Linked DNA regions of Mus musculus: regions 1, 2, 4, 5 and 6 are each linked to region 3. The links are chromatin contacts, called in public ChIA-PET, Hi-C and HiChIP or PLAC-seq maps. All regions are on one chromosome and are shown on one strand. The core of a region is the stretch at or near the end of the contact, and the rest is flanking DNA. Distances in the headings are between cores, read along the strand shown.

What was found. A called contact is a pair of places that touch in the nucleus more often than the background predicts. ChIA-PET counts read pairs in DNA pulled down with a chosen protein or histone mark. HiChIP or PLAC-seq counts read pairs in DNA pulled down with a chosen protein or histone mark.
Region 1: a contact with region 3 is called in a BATF HiChIP or PLAC-seq map of CD8 T cells, with 6 read pairs. The contact joins two enhancer-like sites. A contact is called at or near these places in 2 of 39 promoter capture datasets (the C10 cell line and hippocampal neurons), 1 of 15 datasets of contacts at CTCF or cohesin (large pre-B cells), 3 of 484 Hi-C or Micro-C datasets (bone marrow-derived macrophages, cortical neurons and epidermal suprabasal cells), 6 of 115 datasets of contacts at active chromatin or transcription factors (CD8 T cells, Th17 cells, microglia and 3 more) and 2 of 9 other capture datasets (adipose tissue and liver).
Region 2: a contact with region 3 is called in a FOXA1 HiChIP or PLAC-seq map of pancreatic cancer cells. The contact joins two enhancer-like sites. A contact is called at or near these places in 1 of 15 datasets of contacts at CTCF or cohesin (the NIH/3T3 cell line), 3 of 484 Hi-C or Micro-C datasets (bone marrow-derived macrophages, cerebellum and epidermal suprabasal cells), 5 of 115 datasets of contacts at active chromatin or transcription factors (embryonic basal ganglia, pancreatic cancer cells, regulatory T cell precursor and 2 more) and 2 of 9 other capture datasets (adipose tissue and embryonic stem cells).
Region 4: an RNA polymerase II ChIA-PET map of memory CD8 T cells shows a contact between it and region 3, with 80 read pairs. The contact joins the promoter of Haao here to the enhancer-like site in region 3. A contact is called at or near these places in 2 of 39 promoter capture datasets (the HPC-7 cell line and second pharyngeal arch cranial neural crest), 1 of 15 datasets of contacts at CTCF or cohesin (large pre-B cells), 4 of 115 datasets of contacts at active chromatin or transcription factors (CD8 T cells, double positive thymocytes, memory CD8 T cells and 1 more) and 1 of 9 other capture datasets (adipose tissue).
Region 5: a contact with region 3 is called in a Hi-C map of CD8 T cells, with 2.3 times the contacts expected there. The contact joins two enhancer-like sites. A contact is called at or near these places in 1 of 15 datasets of contacts at CTCF or cohesin (large pre-B cells), 2 of 484 Hi-C or Micro-C datasets (CD4 T cells and CD8 T cells), 6 of 115 datasets of contacts at active chromatin or transcription factors (CD8 T cells, double positive thymocytes, embryonic stem cells and 3 more) and 3 of 9 other capture datasets (adipose tissue, liver and pancreatic islet).
Region 6: an HNF4G HiChIP or PLAC-seq map of pancreatic cancer cells shows a contact between it and region 3. The contact joins two enhancer-like sites. A contact is called at or near these places in 5 of 484 Hi-C or Micro-C datasets (the C2C12 cell line, embryonic stem cells, forebrain and 1 more), 6 of 115 datasets of contacts at active chromatin or transcription factors (double positive thymocytes, effector CD8 T cells, large pre-B cells and 3 more) and 3 of 9 other capture datasets (adipose tissue, embryonic stem cells and liver).

The regions. Positions count from the first base shown.
Region 1 is chr17:83,900,621-83,904,052 of GRCm38.p6, reverse strand. No RefSeq gene overlaps it. Among named protein-coding and RNA genes, the nearest start is that of 1810073O08Rik, 16 kb to the left of the region's middle. Within about 2 kb of position 1,337, at least 81 of the 459 cell types and tissues checked have an H3K27ac peak or open chromatin away from gene starts, as enhancers often do. A contact at or near this core is called in CD8 T cells, bone marrow-derived macrophages, pancreatic cancer cells and 2 more, where this site is marked.
Region 2 is chr17:83,883,812-83,886,865 of GRCm38.p6, reverse strand. No RefSeq gene overlaps it. Among named protein-coding and RNA genes, the nearest start is that of Gm35125, 11 kb to the right of the region's middle. Within about 2 kb of position 1,620, at least 33 of the 459 cell types and tissues checked have an H3K27ac peak or open chromatin away from gene starts, as enhancers often do. A contact at or near this core is called in the NIH/3T3 cell line and pancreatic cancer cells, where this site is marked.
Region 3 is chr17:84,331,590-84,334,950 of GRCm38.p6, reverse strand. Thada (thyroid adenoma associated) reads left to right here. Exons shown (of 38, transcript NM_183021.3): 28 at 794-925. Among named protein-coding and RNA genes, the nearest start is that of Gm24492, 46 kb to the right of the region's middle. Within about 2 kb of position 1,855, at least 93 of the 459 cell types and tissues checked have an H3K27ac peak or open chromatin away from gene starts, as enhancers often do. A contact at or near this core is called in the C2C12 cell line, CD8 T cells, the HPC-7 cell line and 7 more, where this site is marked.
Region 4 is chr17:83,844,939-83,848,116 of GRCm38.p6, reverse strand. It overlaps Haao (3-hydroxyanthranilate 3,4-dioxygenase), which reads left to right and starts at 1,327. Exons shown (of 10, transcript NM_025325.2): 1 at 1,327-1,480. The coding sequence starts at 1,401.
Region 5 is chr17:84,031,353-84,034,335 of GRCm38.p6, reverse strand. The region is part of intron 4 of Gm35551 (a long non-coding RNA gene); the gene reads left to right. Among named protein-coding and RNA genes, the nearest start is that of 8430430B14Rik, 34 kb to the right of the region's middle. Within about 2 kb of position 1,680, at least 48 of the 459 cell types and tissues checked have an H3K27ac peak or open chromatin away from gene starts, as enhancers often do. A contact at or near this core is called in CD8 T cells and regulatory T cells, where this site is marked.
Region 6 is chr17:83,978,136-83,981,253 of GRCm38.p6, reverse strand. No RefSeq gene overlaps it. Among named protein-coding and RNA genes, the nearest start is that of Gm35457, 16 kb to the right of the region's middle. Within about 2 kb of position 1,818, at least 64 of the 459 cell types and tissues checked have an H3K27ac peak or open chromatin away from gene starts, as enhancers often do. A contact at or near this core is called in the C2C12 cell line and pancreatic cancer cells, where this site is marked.

The DNA of each region.
Region 1 (3,432 bases), core at 88-2,587, 430 kb after region 3:
CCATATTTCAGGTGATCAAAATACATGCCTGACAAGAGATCTCTGTATTCTCTGTATTGAAAGCTCAACTCTGCTGGCTGAAAATGAAATTTAAACTTTTTTGAAATGTAAGATTTGCTGACTAACTTATTTTACTTTGTCTACTTTATCTGGTTGTTCTGGGAACGGAAGCCTGAGGCGCTGTAGGTGCTAAGTGAGAGCTGCATTCCTAAGCCCACTTCACCTTGGAGCTCACCAAAGCTGCTCAGGGTGGCCTTGAACTCACTGTGTAGCCCAAGCAGCTCTTGAACTTGGGATCTTCCCGCCTCAGCACCTCACCTCACCTCACCCCACCCCACAAGTAGCCGAGCATTCCTCACCAACCCAGTTTCATTTCTACACATTCTTGCAAAACAGCAAGCCCCAGAACTGTCTGTCTCGGCCAGTTACAGTCAACAATCCCAGTTTAAGGAAGAAAGCCCGAGGTGTAATTAGAGCATCACGATGCAGTACTGCCACCTGTCGGCAGCCTCAATCCCAGCACGTTCCCCAGGAGGATACAATCAGCTTCTAGGACTGTTTCTTTCAAAATGTGCTCTCTGATCCACGTAGCTTGTTAAAAATGCACATTGCTGAGCCATGTAGGACCCGAGTCCACATGACAGACACCAAACAGCCACACTTAACTGAATGTCCCAAGTGATCTTTATGCACAGTAAACTCGAGAAAATGATCAATCTAAAGGACTTGTCTAATCGATGCAAGCTGAGAAAACTCAGAGGCAGCGAATGCTGGAGAACTCGTTTTCCCTGATGCTGAACAGAGCGAAGACTGCTATTTGTTGAGTCTGGTGGGATCCACAGAGTTGGTTTATGTAGAAATAACACCTTGTGCCTAGTACACAAAGCTAAAACAAACCTAAGTCCCATCTCCCTGTCTCTGTCTCTATGTCTCTTTCTGTCTCTGTCTCCTTGTCTTTGTCTCTCTCTGTCTGTCTCTGTCTCCCTGTCTCTGTCTCTTTCTATCTCTCTCTTTGTCTCTCTCCCTCTGTCTGCCTCTCTCTCTTTCTCTCTGATGACACCCCAAAACCCTGTCATCAGGTACCTGTAGCTCCCCTCCCTTGTCACCCCAGCCCAACTCTGTCCCCTTCACATCTGGATCCAGCCAGCTGCTTCAGAGCCCTCTCACTTCACCTCCATTCCTTGACCCTGCTGCTTTATAAACCTTGCAGTACTCACTACCCGTCAAGGTGACAGCTTGTCCCGTATCACCTTCCCAGAGGCCTCTCTGGGGAACCTTTTAGGCTAAACTAGGTTCTCCCCTCCTTGCTAACCACAAAAATTTGCTATATGCAACCACATTGCCTGATACACACATCCTGCCCACACGCATGACTGTAAACTCTTCACAGGCAGAAAGAGCTGTGTCTCCAAGAGTCCCCAACCTGGCAAAACCTCTACCTTGTAGCTAGCAGGCTTCCCTCAGCCTTTGTAGAATGAATATGTATTTTCAAAAACAACAAGAAATCTGTCTGATTTTTTTTCCCCAATGGTAAAGCGGTAAGACTGGGAGGGTGCAGGGAGAGGGCAGGAACAGAGCAACCTGGGAATGTCCTCACCACCTCCCAGGAAAGGAGCGATTTCCCCAGAGGACAGAGGCCTGTCACATCTTGCCCAGCTAATCTGACAGAAGCCAGCTGCAGTGGTTGTCCTGCCCTGGGGAAGACGTGCTGGGGCTGGGAACCACTTGCCACTGTTTGCCCCTGGGGACAGGGCCACAGGGGAACGGTAATTGACTTGTCTCCGAGATTTATTTATTAATTCCTAGCTGCACCATTTGATGTGGTTTCCAGGAGGCACGAGTTGAAATCTGTTCCCTGTCTTTACCCCACAACCCAGTGAAGCAATGGTCCCTAGGGAGCCCGGTAAACCTCAGGGCCAGCTCACCAGAGAGACTCCAGGCAGGCAGGGTCTAGACATGGTGCCCACCACACAGAAGGGCTGAGCTCCTGTGATGCTGCAGATTCTGATACTGGTAAGACTGAGTAAGAAACCTCAGGAGGATGCTTAGGAGGCCTGGATCTCCGTGGGATGTGTAACCGTGCTTTTGGGCTACTTTATTGGGTTCTTCTCTCTGCCATCCTTCTCCTCCCCCAATGCCCCCCACCCCCAGCCCTGGTAGAAGAAAGAAGCCTAGAAGGAAAGGGGGCATAGATTTCTTTAGACTACTTCCTGATGGTTAGGGGCATTGAGTTCTCAGGGGCAAGTCCAGTCTTTATAATCAGGATATGTGCAACCAGCAATTCAGAGGAACAGCAAAAGCAGCTTCAGGAACCAGCAATAGCAGGGAACAGCAGCAGCCACCGCTGCAGGCTCTGGCCCTTTTATAACCGCTCAAGAGTCTCCAGAATTCCAAACTTAAACTATCTCTCAGCTGATAGAATCAGGCCCTGCCAGAGCATGAGACAAAGCCTAGTCAGCCCCCATATCCCACGCCTGGGATTGAAACAAAAACATAGTCACATAACTGGGTTTTCGGAAAGAACAAAATTCTCACTACAGGGATGTCTCTAAGATGAAGCCCTCAGCCATCAGTGACTAGGAGGAACCAGTGACTAGGTAGGAAGCCCCAATGGACCAGGAGTGATGGAGCAGATGTGTTACCCCAGCACTGGGAGGCAGAAGCAGGAGGACCAGGATGACATAGCATAGGGTTAGCCTGGGCTACAGGAGACTCCACCTTAAGCTCGAGAATGTGTTTGCTTCTGCACATGCACCCACGCCCCAAGAAGGGCACCGAGGTTGTAACTCCATTGGCACAGTGATTTCTAGCATCCAGTGAACCCTGGCTCAGTCACGAGCATTAAACTGGACATAATGGGGCACCCTGGGCTACATGAGACTTTGCCATGGTGGCAATCAGAGGCTAGGAAGGTATTGTTAGAAGTAAGGGGTACTGGCTTGCCTGCTGTATGTCTTACCTGGTCACAGGCATCGTAGGTCACTGTAAGTGAACAACAGTGTTTATGCCCAAATGCCAGGTTGATGCCACTGCTCTGCTCCTTCCTGCAGGATCTGCACATCTCTGCCTGTTTCCTACAGTTAATATGAATGGGTTTGTAACCAGGGAAACAAAAGGAAGAGAGGGTGGAGAGTTGACCTAGACATGGGGCACACATGTAGGCTTGCGTTCTCCTGGTGGCACACGGCCGTGACCACACTCGAGTGAGCGAGTTGTGGTAGTGCCGGCCTGCATGCAGCGTGCTAGGTGCACATCGTTGATGGTGGGAGGCAAGGGCATTGCCCCTTAACTTTCTTATTTTCCTATCCCTTCTCTCAGGCTCTCCTTTCAGAAACTAAAATCTCTCACTTTCCTCTGGGGACTTTCTCTCCCTCTGCCCAGTGCTGTTCCCTGATTCTCTTTCTATGTCTAAAGACTCAAATATACTCTAGC
Region 2 (3,054 bases), core at 371-2,870, 450 kb after region 3:
GCCTTAGCAGCCGCTCTCCCTACCCTCCCCAGGGAGAGTTTTCATCAGAGTTCATGAAGCCTTGGGAGTGTATATCACTAGGGACTTAGGCTCATGGGGGGGTCAGTGGAAAGTGACCTGAGGACTAAACCCACTTCTGAGGACCTTGCCCTTATGGAGGGACTCCTGTGTGGCATGAATACCCAGGAGAGGCTGAGAGACCATTGCTGAGGGCCTCCGTGCATGAGGACCTCTTGGGAGCTCTGTGGGAGGCTGGCTGCCGGTGGCTTGGCAGAATTGGTTTGTTTGGTTTTCATTGTAGACATTTCTACATTGCACAGTCATGGTGGTAAAATTCTTAGGAGCTGTCCTTGGGGGATCTTTGAGGGTACCCAGACCAGAGTAGGTGAAAAGCTGTGCTGAGAAAGCCCTCTTAGACTGGCTATGTCAACCATTCGTGTCTGCTGTACTGAAATCACCACAGCACCAAGGGAGCCATGATCAGCTTCAGGTCGCAGAGAACTTTGGGAAGACGGTGCCCACCACTTGACCTACTTGAGAAATCTGGCCCAAGGGACCCAGGAGCAACATTTCAGAAATGGTTCTTACAATGTATAGTTGCCCGACTCCCTTCTTTGGAGGAAATGCATCCCTGCCCCACACACACATAGAATCTAGGACTGACACAAACACTCTGGAAAACCAATTTGAGCCTTAGTTCTCCACCCTTGGACTGTCCAGTCCTGAGAATCAACATATGCCCTTTTGATTCAAGCTTGTTTGAATTGGTCTTTGGTCACTCATAGCTAAAAATGTCCGTAGCTAAAATTTATACGTGGATAATAAGTGAAATATGCTTCCCCCAGACGTGGCCAACCCACATGTGCTGTGGAATAGCTCTGGATGAGGCCCAACACACAATCATAACCTTACATAAAACATTATGAGATATTCGGTGCTTTTTTTTCTTTTTTGTAATTCAATTGTGTGGTTCTTGAGTGTGATTTTGTAGACAGTGTTGTGTCGCAATGTCAAAAGGTTGCCCATGCCTGCAAGTTTTAGCCAAAGAACAAAATCAAAATAAGAATGTTTTCCCAGAAGCAGAGGCTCATAGACCTCTGGGGGGAAAAGCAAAGAGATGTGGACAGGAAGGCTGGGAACTATAGGCAAAAGAAACCCCACTCTGCTCCCTACAATGGAGAGGGCCCACATCTCACACATAGGTGCCCACGTGCACACACACATGCACAAGCACACTTGGAACATGAAGAGTACATGGATCCTTCCTTGTCTCCCTTGGAATCCAACCCTCATCATCGGTAAACATGGTCTCCGGCTCTAAGCATCCTCTCTCATGACTGACACGTGAGTCCTAGAGTCAACAGGAGACAGAGTCTGCATGTTATGTGAGCCTTGAATTAAGCTGACTCCTACATGAAAGATAGTAGGACAGACTAAATGGGGTAAGAGAAAAAACCAAAACAAAACAGATGTGCTTATCAGTCGAGTCCTTTCTCGTAAATAGTGTGAGTGTAATAGCACTATCCCGTGATAGTAACAAGCACACATTTTGTTCCAGGGCGACTGGCAGATTAGCACAGTGCTTGCTACATTTGTGAATCACAGGTATGGAACGTTTTCCAGGATACATAATTTATGATTCACCTACATTTGCACATATGCATCTTGGTATGCAAATGCATGAAGCGTGAGACTGACTCTTTACTTTGGCAACTAACCAGACATGGAAGAACACCACTACAGCGAGTGATTCACCGATATACGAATGTCAACTAAGATATCACTAAGACTTCAAAACTCAAGCTTAAAGTTAGCCTCGCTTAAACATTTATTTTTATATGTGTTTGATGAAATGTACCAGTTTTAAAATTTTGATGGATCCGTGTGTGGTTTGAATGTAGGATGGACTCCGTAAGCTTGTGTGTTTGAACTCTTGGTCCCCAGCTCATAGGACTGTCTTGGAAGGCTATGGAAGCCTCAGGATACGGATCCTTGAAAAAGTGGGTCACGTAGGCACATAATGAGGTTCTGTAGCTCAGCCCCTGTCTCCTCTTTGCCTCCTGACTGTGAATGCCAAGTGACCAGCTGCCTCACCTTCCTGTCATGGTGCCTCACCAGCCATGATGGATTACAGCCCATCTGAGAGCCTGAGCCAAAAGAAACCCTTCCTTCCTTATGTCACTGTGTCGGGCATTTTGTCACAGAAGTGAGGAGAACAACTAATACGATAATTTTAAAAGACATTTTTATTAGTTATTTATTCACCTATGAATTTTGGGTCTGTGTATGTACATTCCCATGCACACTGCAGCATTCATGTAGGTCAAAGGACATCTTGCAAGAGTCAGGTCTCTCCTTACACCTTGTGCATTCTGGGGATCAAACTCAGGTCCCCAAGCTTGGTGGAAAACTCAGTTACTTGCTGAGCCATCTCAGTGGCTCTAAAGACAGTACTTTTAATATTTGCATGAGAAGGTCAGGGTAGATGGCTCTCTGAGTAAAGTGCTTCCTGCCCAAGTATGCAAGCCTGACTTCCATCCCCAGCATCCAGATAAAAGCCAGGCGTAGCACAGCTGTGGGCACCTGTAACCCCTGCAATAGAGAGGGAAAGCTGGGACTTCCTGTGATTTACTGATCTACCAGTTGCACCAAGTCAGCAAGCTCCAGGTTCAGTGAGAGATCCTATCTCAAAAACATTATGTGGGACTGACCGAGACAGGCACCCAACAAGACCCTCATGCATACATGTGCACACCTATACAAGCATACACACAAACAAACGTTTTTACCTGAGAAGCAATCTTAAATGTAGACCTTTTTACAGCGTACCCAGCTATTTTAAAATTAAAATAGGTGAACTTTCTGCGTGCTGATTCTTTGCTTCTGTATAATAAAAGCCAAACCTTAGTGGCTTACAATAACTTACTTGGCTTTCACCGTCCTGGCCTGAAAGCCAAGTGCAGACCTGACAGCATGGGATATCCAAGATGGCAGCACCTTCATCCTCTTTCTCCTGCCTCAGATGGATGGACGGAGCAAAGGGGTATATGTAAG
Region 3 (3,361 bases), core at 606-3,105:
CAGCTTGCTGCTGTGAAACAACAGCTAAGTTGCCTGTGATCAAATGTGGGTCCCTGAGCAAAAATGATCAATAATTTTAGAAATATAAAGCAGAGTCATTTTAAAGGGCATTGAGTCCCCTGGGGCGGCAAGAAATGGTGTCATTTTGTTTCAGTCTTACTCTGTAGCTGACAGTAGACTTTTTACTATGGATATCTTAGAACATGCAACTTTTTAATTTTTCTGCAGTCTTTGTACTGGTATAAATACATATAAACTGTCTGTAATGGGAAAATGTAATTATATCAATGAAATGTATTTTTGTCAAGATATCTTTTCTCTAATTGCTAGCTAGTGCAGGGAGGGTTTTCTGGTTCTAGTGAGTAATGGCCTAGTCATGTTTCCTCAAAGCCATCAGACAGGGAGAGCTTCCCATTTCCTGAAAGCTCTGGACAGCACAGTACAGAAAGTGTGACTCCAGAGAGTCACTGGCTTTAGAAGAGGGTTGCGTGCAGGACCCTTGCTTTGCCAGAGGCTTCTCCTTGTGCACGTTAAAGTGAAACAGGAAAACGTGACAAAATGTGGGGCTGGAGAAATGACTCAGCAGCTAAGAGCACTGGCTGTTCTTCCAGAGGTCCTGAGTTCAATTCCCAGCAACCACATGGTGGCTCACGACCATCTGTAATGGGACAGCTACAGTGTATTGATATAAATAAAATAAATAAATCTTAAAAAAAAAGTGACAAAATGTGTTTGAAAGCAGTGCCTGCCTTCTTCAGTCTGAAATCTTTTATGTGTAATCACTTTCCTTCAGTGAACTGGGAGAGCCTGATCGCCACCCTGGCATGTTCCTCTTACTCCTGGTGTTGGAGAGACTGTACCCATCGCCGATGGACGGCACATCATCTGCGCTCAGCTTGGCCCCTTTTGTTCCTTTCATTATCAGGTAGTGTCATATTGCAGGGAACTTGAGAGAATGTTCTATCTTGTTCTTATTTGGAGAATTATAATCAATATATTGTCTTAGGGAGCCATTTTGTGAAAGCAAGAGAGTGAAGCTTTCTGCTATTGCTCCTGACTGTTCTCCAGTGCTTTCTGAGCAGTTACCTGTGCTTAGCCCCTGGGTGTGGGCGCCTATGGCTGTGTTGATAGTGTTTTCCTTGGAGACCGGCTAGTGGGTGTGTGATGTTGATCGGAAGTATCCCTTTTGAAAACACTGCCTATGGTTTGTATTGAACAGTATTGGGCCAGCCAACACAGGTATGCTGGGCGGGCTTGATCCTAGCATGTATTCCCTGCCCTGTGGTTTAAAAGAATATTAAGGCACCTGGCTCTTTACTCTGTGGAAGTCAGAGCAACCAGGACCTGGTGTGCCTGTGGCAATGCCACTTAGCCCATTGTCCCACTTAATCTTCTGTTTCAAACTTGGGGTGCCTAAAAGAGATGCAAAAGCATAATGCATGTGGGTGCACACCAACTACAGGATACATCACCAAAGGCCCCAGTACCTCTTCTGAAATGGCTGTCACTTTTTAGTTTTTGACTGTGCACCTTAACGTGTGATCCTCAAAAAGCATTTGTGTTTTCCTATGACTCACTTTAGAAGCTATAATATTATTATCAGCTCTTACTCTTCGGAGTTCTTGACTAGCATGTGCCTTTCATGGATCTATTGAAATTTGAGATGGACTTGGGGAAGCACAAGAACACAAAGCTTGAGTGTGTTTATTATTTGTGCAGCATCTTGTGTTCTGCTTCCTGGGCTCACATAGTTGACTTACGCATTTCCATGTGAGAAACCATGAAACACGAGGTTCTGACATGTGATGCTGTGGCCATTTGTTTGCCACCAAGCCTGGGCTGTGGTTGTGCTATCTGTGATCACAGAGGTGACTCACTGGGACTGGCTTGGTTTCCGATACAAAGTTACCGTCTGCCTCCTCCAGTATTGGGTGATTCATTTTAGAAATTTGGTGGTAAATTTTACTTTCAAGAGCCTTAAAAGTGTTCTCTTTCATGAACATTTGTGTGTATTTGAGGGGAGGATGCAGCTAAGCAGTGTTTCAGAAAGTTGATAAAAGGGAAAAGGTACAAACAGTATCAGCGCCATTAGAAATCAAGATGTGCTGTGCACCATCGGCTATGTCGAGACCATTCATTCTGCAGAGGCTTTTACCACACCATCTGTTGTTGGTTGTTCCTAGAGACAGGAAGTTGCTACATTGAAAATACTCTTCCAAATGGACCTACTTATATATAATCTGAGTATGTGCATGGTCCTGAGAGATAGTCAAAGATTACAGTAGTATAGAAGATTTAAATACTACTCTGAAACCAGGTTGTAGAGAGCATTGAAGTCCTTAGTAAGTGTGTGTTGTTGACATAGGCATGACCATGTCAGTGAAGCTGGTGCCTGGCCCCATGGGTGAAATTTCCCTGGATAAGATTCAGAGAATGGCAGCACCTTCCTCTCAACCATGTGGGGATGGTGATGGTGACTGCAGGAAATGTTCACAGCTACTCCGCACCACCCGCGTTGGGAGCCCAAGTTCATGGCCTAAAGATTGCTCCCCTACAAAGAGACTGCTCCTACTAAGATTAGCTAATCCTGTCTCCTTTTTCAGTTGTATATGGTAACCCTGCTTCCTTCTTCAGCTGGCTGTGTGCAACACCCTTACCTCCCTGTCCAGTTATATATAAACATACTGAGCTTCCAGTGCACTGCAGCTTCCCCAATAGAGAGTCTAGACCGCCTGATCCCATATATTCTGTGTGTCTGGTATGTCCTTTCCTCATTACCTAGTTAGGGTTCCAGGCCCCAAGCTGTGCAAGGATGTATACCAGGAACTGAGAACATCATCTGGGTTAGTTTGGTTGGTTTAGTTTGTGTTGTCTGTTTCACAGTGTTGGGGATCAAACCCAGGGCCTTGCTCGTGCTTGGCAAGCTCTAGCATTGAGTTGCATCCTCAGCCCTGGTATGTAAGAGTCTACCCAGGAGGCTGGGAAGATGCTTTAGCAGTTCAGAACACTTGTTCTTGCAGCAGACAAAGGCTCCGTTTCCGCTATTCAGATGATGGCTCACAACTGCCTGTAATTTCAGTTCCAGGGAATCCAGCAACCTCTTCTACGCTCCACAGACACCAAGTACGGCCATGATGCGCACATATATTTGCAGGCAAAATACACATAAAATCAATAAATCTAAGATTTTTAAGGACTTTAGCTTATTTCTCTGATACTGTTTTGTTTGTTTGTTTGTTTTTGTTTTTGCCAGCCTGAATCTTAGAGGTAGCTGATTTGGTTTTTCTGGTCTGTATGGGCAGTTCTTTGCTATCCAGCCCCTTCCTCCATGAGTGCAGTGCCTTCACATATAGCCACTCCC
Region 4 (3,178 bases), core at 78-2,577, 490 kb after region 3:
CCTTGCCTTCCCCTCTTCCTCCTACGTTTCCTGCCCCAGGGCAACCTTGGCTGAGGAGCCTCTAGTCTGGCAGGCTCTGGGGTGGGTTTGAATGTGCTTGGCCTGGGGAGTGGCACTATTAGGAGGTGTGGCCTTGTTGGAGGAAGTGTGTCAGTGGGGTTGGGGAGGACTTTGAGGCCCTCCTCCTAACTGCCTAGAAGACAGACTGCTCCTGTCTTCTTTTAGAACAAGCTGTAGACCTCTCAGCTCCTTCTCCAGCACCATGCCTGCCTGGGATGCTGCCATGCTTCCCGCCATGATGATAATGGACTGAACCTCTGAACCTGTAAGCCAGCCCCAGTTAAACTTTGTCCTTTATAAGAGGTCTTGGTGTCTCTTCACAGCAATAAAACCCTAAATAAGACAGACACCTAGGACCATCTTCACCTGTAAAGGTCTTCACATGTGGGTGGCTTAAAACATGCAAGGGTGGGGATTGTAGGTTTATGGTGACATCCATCTGTAATCCTAGTACTGAGGTAGAAGGATAGAGTTTGAGGCTAGCCTGAGCTACATAGCAACCTGCCCAACATTCTGGGTCACAAAGTGATTTCTTGTCTCAAAAACAAAAACCAAATAATAAAATATAAACAAGACGTGTGAGGGGACAGGGACATTCTGAAGCTCCATGGCAGAGTTTGCCTAGCACACTAAAGACTCTGGTTCAATTCCCCATGGAGGGGTAAAGAGCTCACTCAGACCAGTGCTGGACACCTCATTCCTGCCCACTACTACTAGGCGCCAGGGCTGCCGAGCTGGACCAGGCCTCAGCTGCAAAGCAAGGTGAGGACAGGGTATCTCAGGTCTAGCCAATCACATCTGCAGGACTGGGCCAGACCTCCGTGCTCCGGAGGAGACTGGATGCAGCCTGTTCATTGCCTCCTGTGATGGCCTCTGTGTGCTCCTGTTGCCTTCAGTCCTCCTTGTGCTCAAAGTCTCCGATTTTCAAACCTTTATTCTCCCAACACAATGTTTCTTTAGAGGCAGGGCAGAAGAAGAAACCCGAAAAGCTGAAAGCCCAGCGTCCTGCATCTTACATGGGCCCAGTAGGTACCAGAGTCCAGCTTCGGTCCAGAGCAACTAGGTGTTGGGAGGATGCTGGCCATGTCCCAGGAGGCGGGTCTGTTCTTGGGCTTTGATCCCTGCTCCGGCGTGTGTGCAGGGGCAGGGCAAGTAGTCTCAGACTCTAGAGCTGCCCCCTCAGAGTGGCAGGGGATTGCTCAGCTCTTTGACCTCTGGTAACCTAATTAACTAGGTGGCCAACAGGAGACTGCGCAGATCGCAGGTCGCAGATCGCATCACTCCAACCTCCCGATTACCTGGCCACCACGTTGTGGGCAGAAGAGTCCTGCCTGCCGGCCATGGAACGCCGTGTGAGAGTGAAGTCTTGGGTAGAAGAGAATCGGGCCTCCTTTCAGCCTCCGGTTTGCAACAAGCTTATGTGAGTCGCCAGCACCCGGTGACTACAACCCACCCTCTTTCTTACTCCTCTTCCCTCAGCTGTCCCCTCCCCCTCTAACCTTGCGTTCCATCCACTTGGTGCTCTTCTGGGGAGGGTGAAAACGACCTGTTTCTTCTTTCACTACCTCAGTATGTTCCTCTTTCTGGAGACCACAGACTTGTGGCCATGACTTCTGAGACCAGCTTGTGTGTCTCTGAGGCTGTGAGAGATGAGGTGGCAGGGTGTGACATTCCTTCCTTCCGCAGCTGAAAGCACCTTTCCAACCCACTGCCCCCATGCACCTTGGGGAGAACCTGGTGTTCAATGCCCCGGACTAGAACTTAAGGCCTGGAGGCCTAGAACCAAGCACCTCAACCCTTGGCAAACCCCGAAGCTATGGAGTCAGATGAACAATTCTTTGGATGAGGGGGCTTGAATTCCCAATCTTCCTGCTTCTATTTCCCAAGTGCCACAACACCCTGTTTCTGAGGTGCTGAGGGAAGAAGTCAGTGAATGCTAGGCTCCCACTTTTCCAAACGGAGCTGCATCCCTAGTCCTGGGGATTCTTAATTCAGGGCTCAAGGCCAGGACACAAACACCAGACCCACCCAAGTCTCCTCTAACTACAGCACAGACTGCCTCCTTCCCCTCCCCCTCCCCTCCCTCAGTTCCACAGCAGAGCTTCTTGCACCACCTCCACAGACCCGAACTCCCCGTGTCTGTGTGGCTATAAGTTATTTCCAGTGGGCAGTGTCCCAACCCAAATGGCTCCAGACATTTCCACCCCAATGGGAAGACTAGCCAAGTATATCACATCGTCTCCTTGACTTCTCACATAGCCCCCCATGAGTTGGGATTTAATAAGTAACTTTCCCAATGTCACAGAACTAGAGGGGGACAGAGTCCATGAGCAAGCCCAGGAAGAGTTTGACTACAAAGTCCACGCATGCTCTTGGTCACTGCGCAATACCCCCGTAGCTAACCAGGACAGCCCCCCCCCCCCCCCGAGCCTCCTCTCTTCTGCCACTGCTGCTTTCCTGTTTGGAGCTTTACCATTTTTGTCTCTCTTCTCCACGTCTTCCCTGTCTGCTGTCTCTCATTTTCACTCCTCCCAGCCTTCCTCCCTCCAAGCCCGTGGGCATTTCTCTGATTCAGTCCACATCAGCCTGGTTAGAAGCAACTGCCTGCCCAGCCTCCAGGCCTGCTTACCCCCACGCCCACCCCACCCCCAGCAGACTAGCCTCTAGAACTTCTCGAGTTCGCCATCATGATCCTAGGGCCTCCCTTTATTCAGTCAGTCGGTATTTGCTGTGCACCACGATGCTCCGACACTGGGCTTACGGCAGGAGGCAAACTGAAAAAAAATGCCTTCCCTGTAGAATTGTTGAGAGGGGACGCCAATCAGTATGAAGTAGCCCATGTCCCTGAGAGGACAGTTTTCATGGCGAGTCTGTGCCATGCCTGGCCCTAGCTTCTCTGGTACTTTGCTGGTATCAGTGGTGTTCCTTGGTTTCAATGCATGAACCCAGTGTCCACTTTCGTCCTCACAGATGCTCTCCCGCTCTGAGTCTCCGCATCCAAAGTCCCACTCTTAAAACCTCACATACTCTGCATTGAGCAAAACATAAAACAGCAGGGACTATCTACCCTTCCTTGTCAGGACTCCTGTTTCCTCAAGGCATCCTCTCTCAGGTTCAC
Region 5 (2,983 bases), core at 431-2,930, 300 kb after region 3:
AGGTCTGGGTTTGTTCTGTTCCAGGTCTGGAGACCGATGCCCCCTGGGACCGCCCCCCCCCCCCCCGTAGGAGTCAGGCAACATCCCACCTAGCGCTGCACAACTGCAGGGCAGAGGAGGCGAACAGTGAACTCCAACGGCTCTCAGTCTTCAGCCCTCTCTCTGGGTCCTCAGACACGGGCTGCTAGAGCTGGGGCTGGGAGCATCCTAAAGGGTCCTGCCCGAGGAGCCCTTGGAAGTCAGTGGACCCTTCAGTAGGCGGGGCCTATCTGAAGTTTGTCTTTGGGAGGGCGTGTCCTCAGAGCCGCTAAGGGATCTCTTTCTCTTTGATTCTTGGCTCCCACGAAGGTAGTGGCCTTCTGTGCCCCACACTCCTACCATGACCTCTGTGTTGCCACAAAATAATCGGACCAACCAATGGTGGGTGGCGACCTTCCAAAAGCACGGGCAAGGCTTCTCTCCTTTAAGCTGGTCATCTCAGATTTTTGTTTGTTTGTTTGTTTTTGCCGCTATAGTGGAAATCTAGCGAACTCAGGGACATCCCCCTGTGGCGGGAGTTAAAGTGTTTTACTCTCCTTTCTGTTGCTATGATAAGATATCCTGACCCTCCCGCCGCCCCCCCCCCCCCAAAAAAAAAGCAACTTAGGGGAAAAGGGACTCATTTGGCTTGCCTTTGCAGGTTATAGTCCATTTTTGCAGGGAACTCCTGGAACCAGGGAACATGAAAGCAGCACACCCACCACCAGGAGCAGGGGGAAAATAAACAGATCCTTTCTCAATGGCTGCTCTGCTCTGCCAACTTCCTTCACTCATATACCGTGGGACTCCGCTCATGACATAGAGCCACCTGCATTCGGGTTGGGCCTTCCCACCTCAGTTAATAAAGATAAGCTCTCCACACACATGCCCTCAGGCCAACCTGACCTTGACCGTCCTCACCCGAGACTCCCTTCTCCGATTCCAGGTCATGGCAAGCTGGCTTTAAAACCAACCGTCACGGCACCCTGCCGTCTCTTCAGACTGGCGACCCTTAGCCTGTGGTCTCAAGCATGCCTGGCCCGACAGAGTGAGGGGGACTCTGAGCCCCTCCGAAGCAGAGTGTCTACTTGTAGGATGCAGTCAGTGCCTGTCCAGGACACGGAGCCATCCCACAGTTCTGGGGGCATCAAGGAACTTTAGCTTCCTTAGACTTGATGCTGCTTTCTGCAGCAGGTGGCTTGTAAGTCAGAAATAACAGAATGGGGAGACACCAGGCAATGGGTACAGCAGGGACTAAGCCGTGGCTGTATCTCCTCACAGGCATGTGCCGTGGCCTCCAAATCCTAGTGTTTCTAGGCTTAAAGTACAGCACTACCTCCCTCGGCCCTTTGGATGTCTTACAGCTCACAAGGCTTCCAAGGTCTTCTAGGGAGTGTCAGCACAGTGCTGAGGAGACCAGGCGGGTAGCTGAGCCCCAGGACACCAAAGCACTGGGAACAGTGTCAGGAGAGGAGCGTCCACACCCGTCTCTTCCTCTCCCACACACCTGTCTTCATCGCCTCTCCAGGATTTTTCTTCCCGAACAACAGCTGGGCATGTGAGGCCAGCCCCAGAGAAAGTTAAAGCTATGATCCTCACCTACAAGGGGCTGAGGAGAGTAACCTCTCCTCCGTGGGTGGCGGATGTCACTTGGGTGTAGGCACCGATCTCTACATGGGCATGACTTCCTGGTACTGAAGGCAGGGTAGAGAAGTCTCTCTTGTAGTGATGGAAAGAAAGCAATGTGAGCTTCAGAGACCGCTCTGAACAGAGAGCAGAGAGGCCAAGCCTACTTAACTGGAGGAAAGAGGTCCTCTGTCTTAGTGTCAGAGTTGGAAGATCTGCCCTGAAGCAAACACGAGGGAAACTGATGCCCAGGGTGGGGCCTCTGCTGCACAAGGCTGGACAGTGACCTCAGCCTTAAGATCCATGCGTGCGCTGTCCTCAAAGCAACAGGAACTTTAAGGGGTTGATTGCTGCTGAGGCAGGTCCAATCTAATCACAAGTGGCTTATAAGAGGGATGGAGGATAAGTTAGAGCCAGTGATGTGACAAAGGGATGAGAGGTGGTCTGTGAAGGTGGGGGAAGGGGTTACAGGCCAAGGCATCTATTAGATACTAAGAAAGACAAGGAAGTGGGCTTTCCCCCAGAGCCTTGGCCTGTAGATGCCTGACTTTAGGCCAGTAATGTTGAAATTGAACTTCCAGCCTCCAGAACTGGAGGGAAACCAATGCTTGCTGTTTCTAGCCATTTAATCTGTGGCCATGGCGATCACTGGAGATTTACACTTGCTGAGGGCTACAGAAGGAGCCAGGGCCAGATCTTCTCAATGAGACCAGCTCTCAGGAATGGATGCCCTGGGGCCTCTGGGAGATGTGTGCGTGTGTCAGAGAGAAGAGAGACCATGACTTCTTCACGCATCAAGAGATTCTTCTGGGCAGATGACCCTCCAGAGGCACGGCAACATTTTTCTCTCCAGGAAAAAATAACTCAGTGTGTATCAAGAACTCAGTGTCTCACACGCACACATGGAGTCGTGGGTCCCCGGGAGACACAAGCTCTGTCATTCTCTCCAGGCCTCTTTAATTTCCTTGGGGGCAGGCAGGGAGCAGGGCTAAGGACTATGGACTCCTGGTGACATCTGGAATTCTCCAACGCTCCTAGGGGTCCTGTGGAGTTGGCCCTCCTCTCCAGTGTTTCCTGCTTCCATGCAGTCTCTGGGAGGATTTGACACATTTCCTAGCTGGGGAGCATGGTTGGAATTTCCAGCCGGCTTCCAGATGTGGCGCTGACTGGGCTGGAAGATGCTTTTTTGAAAAGCATCTGGGAAGCCAGGGGTCCCCCAGCGCCAACCTAGGCTGTTGTGCATGTCCTTCTTCCTCACGCTGTTATGTGGTTGGGCTTTCCATGGGGGAGCTCATGGGTAGGGTTTCACCATGTGAAGAAGGGTGTAGCCTGCCAGCTT
Region 6 (3,118 bases), core at 569-3,068, 350 kb after region 3:
CTGAAACTGTGAGGCCAAGTATACCTCCTCTTCCTACTTTCTTCTGTCCAGTGTTATATTGCAGCATCAAGAAAAGCTCACCCAAAAGAGAACTAAACCACTCAGGCCTGAGAAGCAGCCCCAAGTCCCTGAACTTCAACTCACCTCCTTACAACTCTACAAAGATTGTGTGCCCCCAATCCCAGAACCTCAGGTCCTCATCCAGAAAAGGGTGTGATTGGTTTTAGTTGCCAGGCATGACACAAGGGCATTGTATTGGATCATTTAACCCCATCCTGACTGGTTCTGCCTGTGGGTGCCGAAACAGTGCAGCCGGGGGCATGCTAACTGACAGCGTCCAGCAGCATCCAAAGAGGGTACACTATCAAGTCACTCACTATGGGTGGGATGAAAGTTCTCAAACGTCCAAGGAGTAGACACCGAGAACACTGTTTCCAGAATCAACAGGATGTAGTCTGGATGAGGCTGTCCCCTTACCTGAACATTGAAGAAACAGCATCGTTTGAGGCTGGGGACATGTTGGATGAAGGGGTTCTCGTGTATCCTTCAGTACCATGTCTGATCATAGCAGGTGCTCTAAGTAGGAGGCGGGCAATCAGAGGACAGGCTCTCAAGGAATTGCTGGGGAGAAGCTCTGATATCCACGGGGAGGGAAAAGCTTGCATGTTCTAGACACCCTATCCTTCTGAGCAGGAAGTAGAGAAATGTGACTGCATGACCCTATTAGTTCACATTTATGTTAGGACATTCTGGAAGTTTCCAAATGAAGCTGGGAAGGATGGGGCGGTCGTGAAACTTTGGAAACTATACTTCTGCATATAGTTCAGATTCACCACCCACAGGAGGGTATTGCCGGTCCCACACCCAAATTCTACATTACCATTGAAACCATGTGCTAAAATCTGCTCTGAGCATCACCTTTCTCCTCTAGATGAGGTGGTGGCACGTGCCCCAACTGCTCATGGATGCTGGCTGGGTAAGAGCTCTGAGAGGTGAGCATTTGTGTGCCCAGAGAAATAAAAAGAGGCTGGGAGGAGGAGGAAAGGGGTGGGGTGAGGAGGATGTGAGGGACAGAGGTGAAGAAGAGGGCAAGATGAGAGAGGGCATGGATGATGCAGACATCAAAGAAGAGGGTGTGGGGCAGCTTTCCAGACTTCTGTCTCCTGAAAGGGGCAGAATGGGAGGCTCACTGGGCCACTGACCTAGGACCTCAGACTTGGTCAAATCACTCATGTCAACTGGTTCCCAACCCCCTCGTCTCTTTCCCCAAATACCCTGGTCTAAAGCAAACCCTTGAGCCTGCCAAGCATTCTAAGGATGGGGTTGGAGTGCTTACAGGTGGGTGGGGCCTCAACTGTCACTTCTGACACCTATTTGGTGCTCTTAGGAACAAGGGGGTCCTAGCATGTGAGATGGAGGAAACACTTGGAAGACAAAGGCCCAGCAAAAGGCAGTGGGTAAACAGATAACACCAAGGAGGGAACAAGGGCCCCAGGATCAGGGAAAAGAGAGAGGACCTAGCTTGTGATTCTCTGTAATAATAATTCTGATGTAGATATTCGTTGCCACTCTTAAGAAGAAACCGAGGCTTAGAGTGTGGGTGAATCAGACGGCTACCTGGTATGACCCCACCTGACCACCACCCCATTCTGTCTCCTTCCTTGGCTCGGGACTGGCCCCCAGTCGGTACAGCCTGTTTCCAGCGGCTAAGTGGAAATGGCTGTGACTTAGCTCACAGCTCCCTGTTGCTGATGCTGGTGCTCACTGGTCATTGCTCCGGGCTGGGCTTCTACACTAATTAGATGCCTAGAGGCTGTGGGCAGACTGGGAGGGCTGGCCTTGGGAATCCCCCTGGACTCCACACCCCACAAACTCCAGAAGCTCACAGCTGAAAGAATGAAAGCGCTTTTCATGGAATTCCAACAGGAAAACCACAAGAACATTCCTGCTGCTGAGATCCAGCTGAGAGCTGGAAGCCATATGCCCTGCGGAGGAGGCTGGGCATCGAGTGGGAGAGGGGTTGGATGGAGGGCTCATCCCATTCCCCAGGGTGATCCAAAAAAAAATTCCCCGACCTCTGACCTCCCTGGAGTTTAGCCTCCTGATGGGGGCAGGTTGTTTCAGAGGCAGAAAGTACACTTCCCAGTCTTGCTGTCTGCTCACAGTTGGCTACCCTGTCCAGGGCACATTCCCTCTGGTTCCTCGTCTTTCAGTGGCAGCTGCTGCGTCTCCTGCTCCACCATTGGTCTTGCTAATAAGACAGTATGAGGACATGGAGCACAGGAAAGACTCACTCTTGAGGCTATAGGGATGGGCTCAGTGGGTAAAATGGCTTCTGTACACATGTGAGGGTCTGCATTTGGATCCCAGTGCCCACAAAAGATGCCAAGTCCGTGATCCCCACAGTAGGGAGGCAAAGGTTGGCAATTCCTGGGGCTTGCTGGCCAGCCAGTCTACAGTCTAACTGGATTGGTGAGCTCCAGCTTCAGTGACAGATGTTGCCTGCCTCAAATATATATATACACACATATGTATATATATACACACACATATATATCCATATATATATACACACATATATATCCATATATAACCATATATAAACCACATATATAAAAAACCATATATATAACCATATATATATAAAACCATATATATATATAACCATATATATATAGTAGAGAGTGATTGAGGAAGGCAGGCAAATATCTTATGCTGATCTCCGGCCCTTACACGCCCATGCATATACACACAGATGTGCTCATGCTCACTGCACACAAGCTTATGAGTGTGCATGCCCAGAAGGCCATACTCCGGAACTTAGTTGCCTCTCCAAACAGATGTCTTCAGCAGTCGTGACTGGAGACATATACCACACATCTGTATCCTGGGCTCTCGTGATGTGCCTGCTCTCTGGCTGAAGGGTGAGCACAGCCCAGTTAGAGGAGCCCAGAGGCCTCCACCAGGAAGCACCGTGACAGTATGAAGGTGCTGAAAGGGAAACGTCGTCGAGCTGCCCGCACGAGCAAGCCATGGTTCAGCGCTAGCAAGCTGGTGAGAAGTTTCTAAAAATATTGGTAAAGCCAGCTGTGGAGGGGACATTCACCTCAGAATCAGC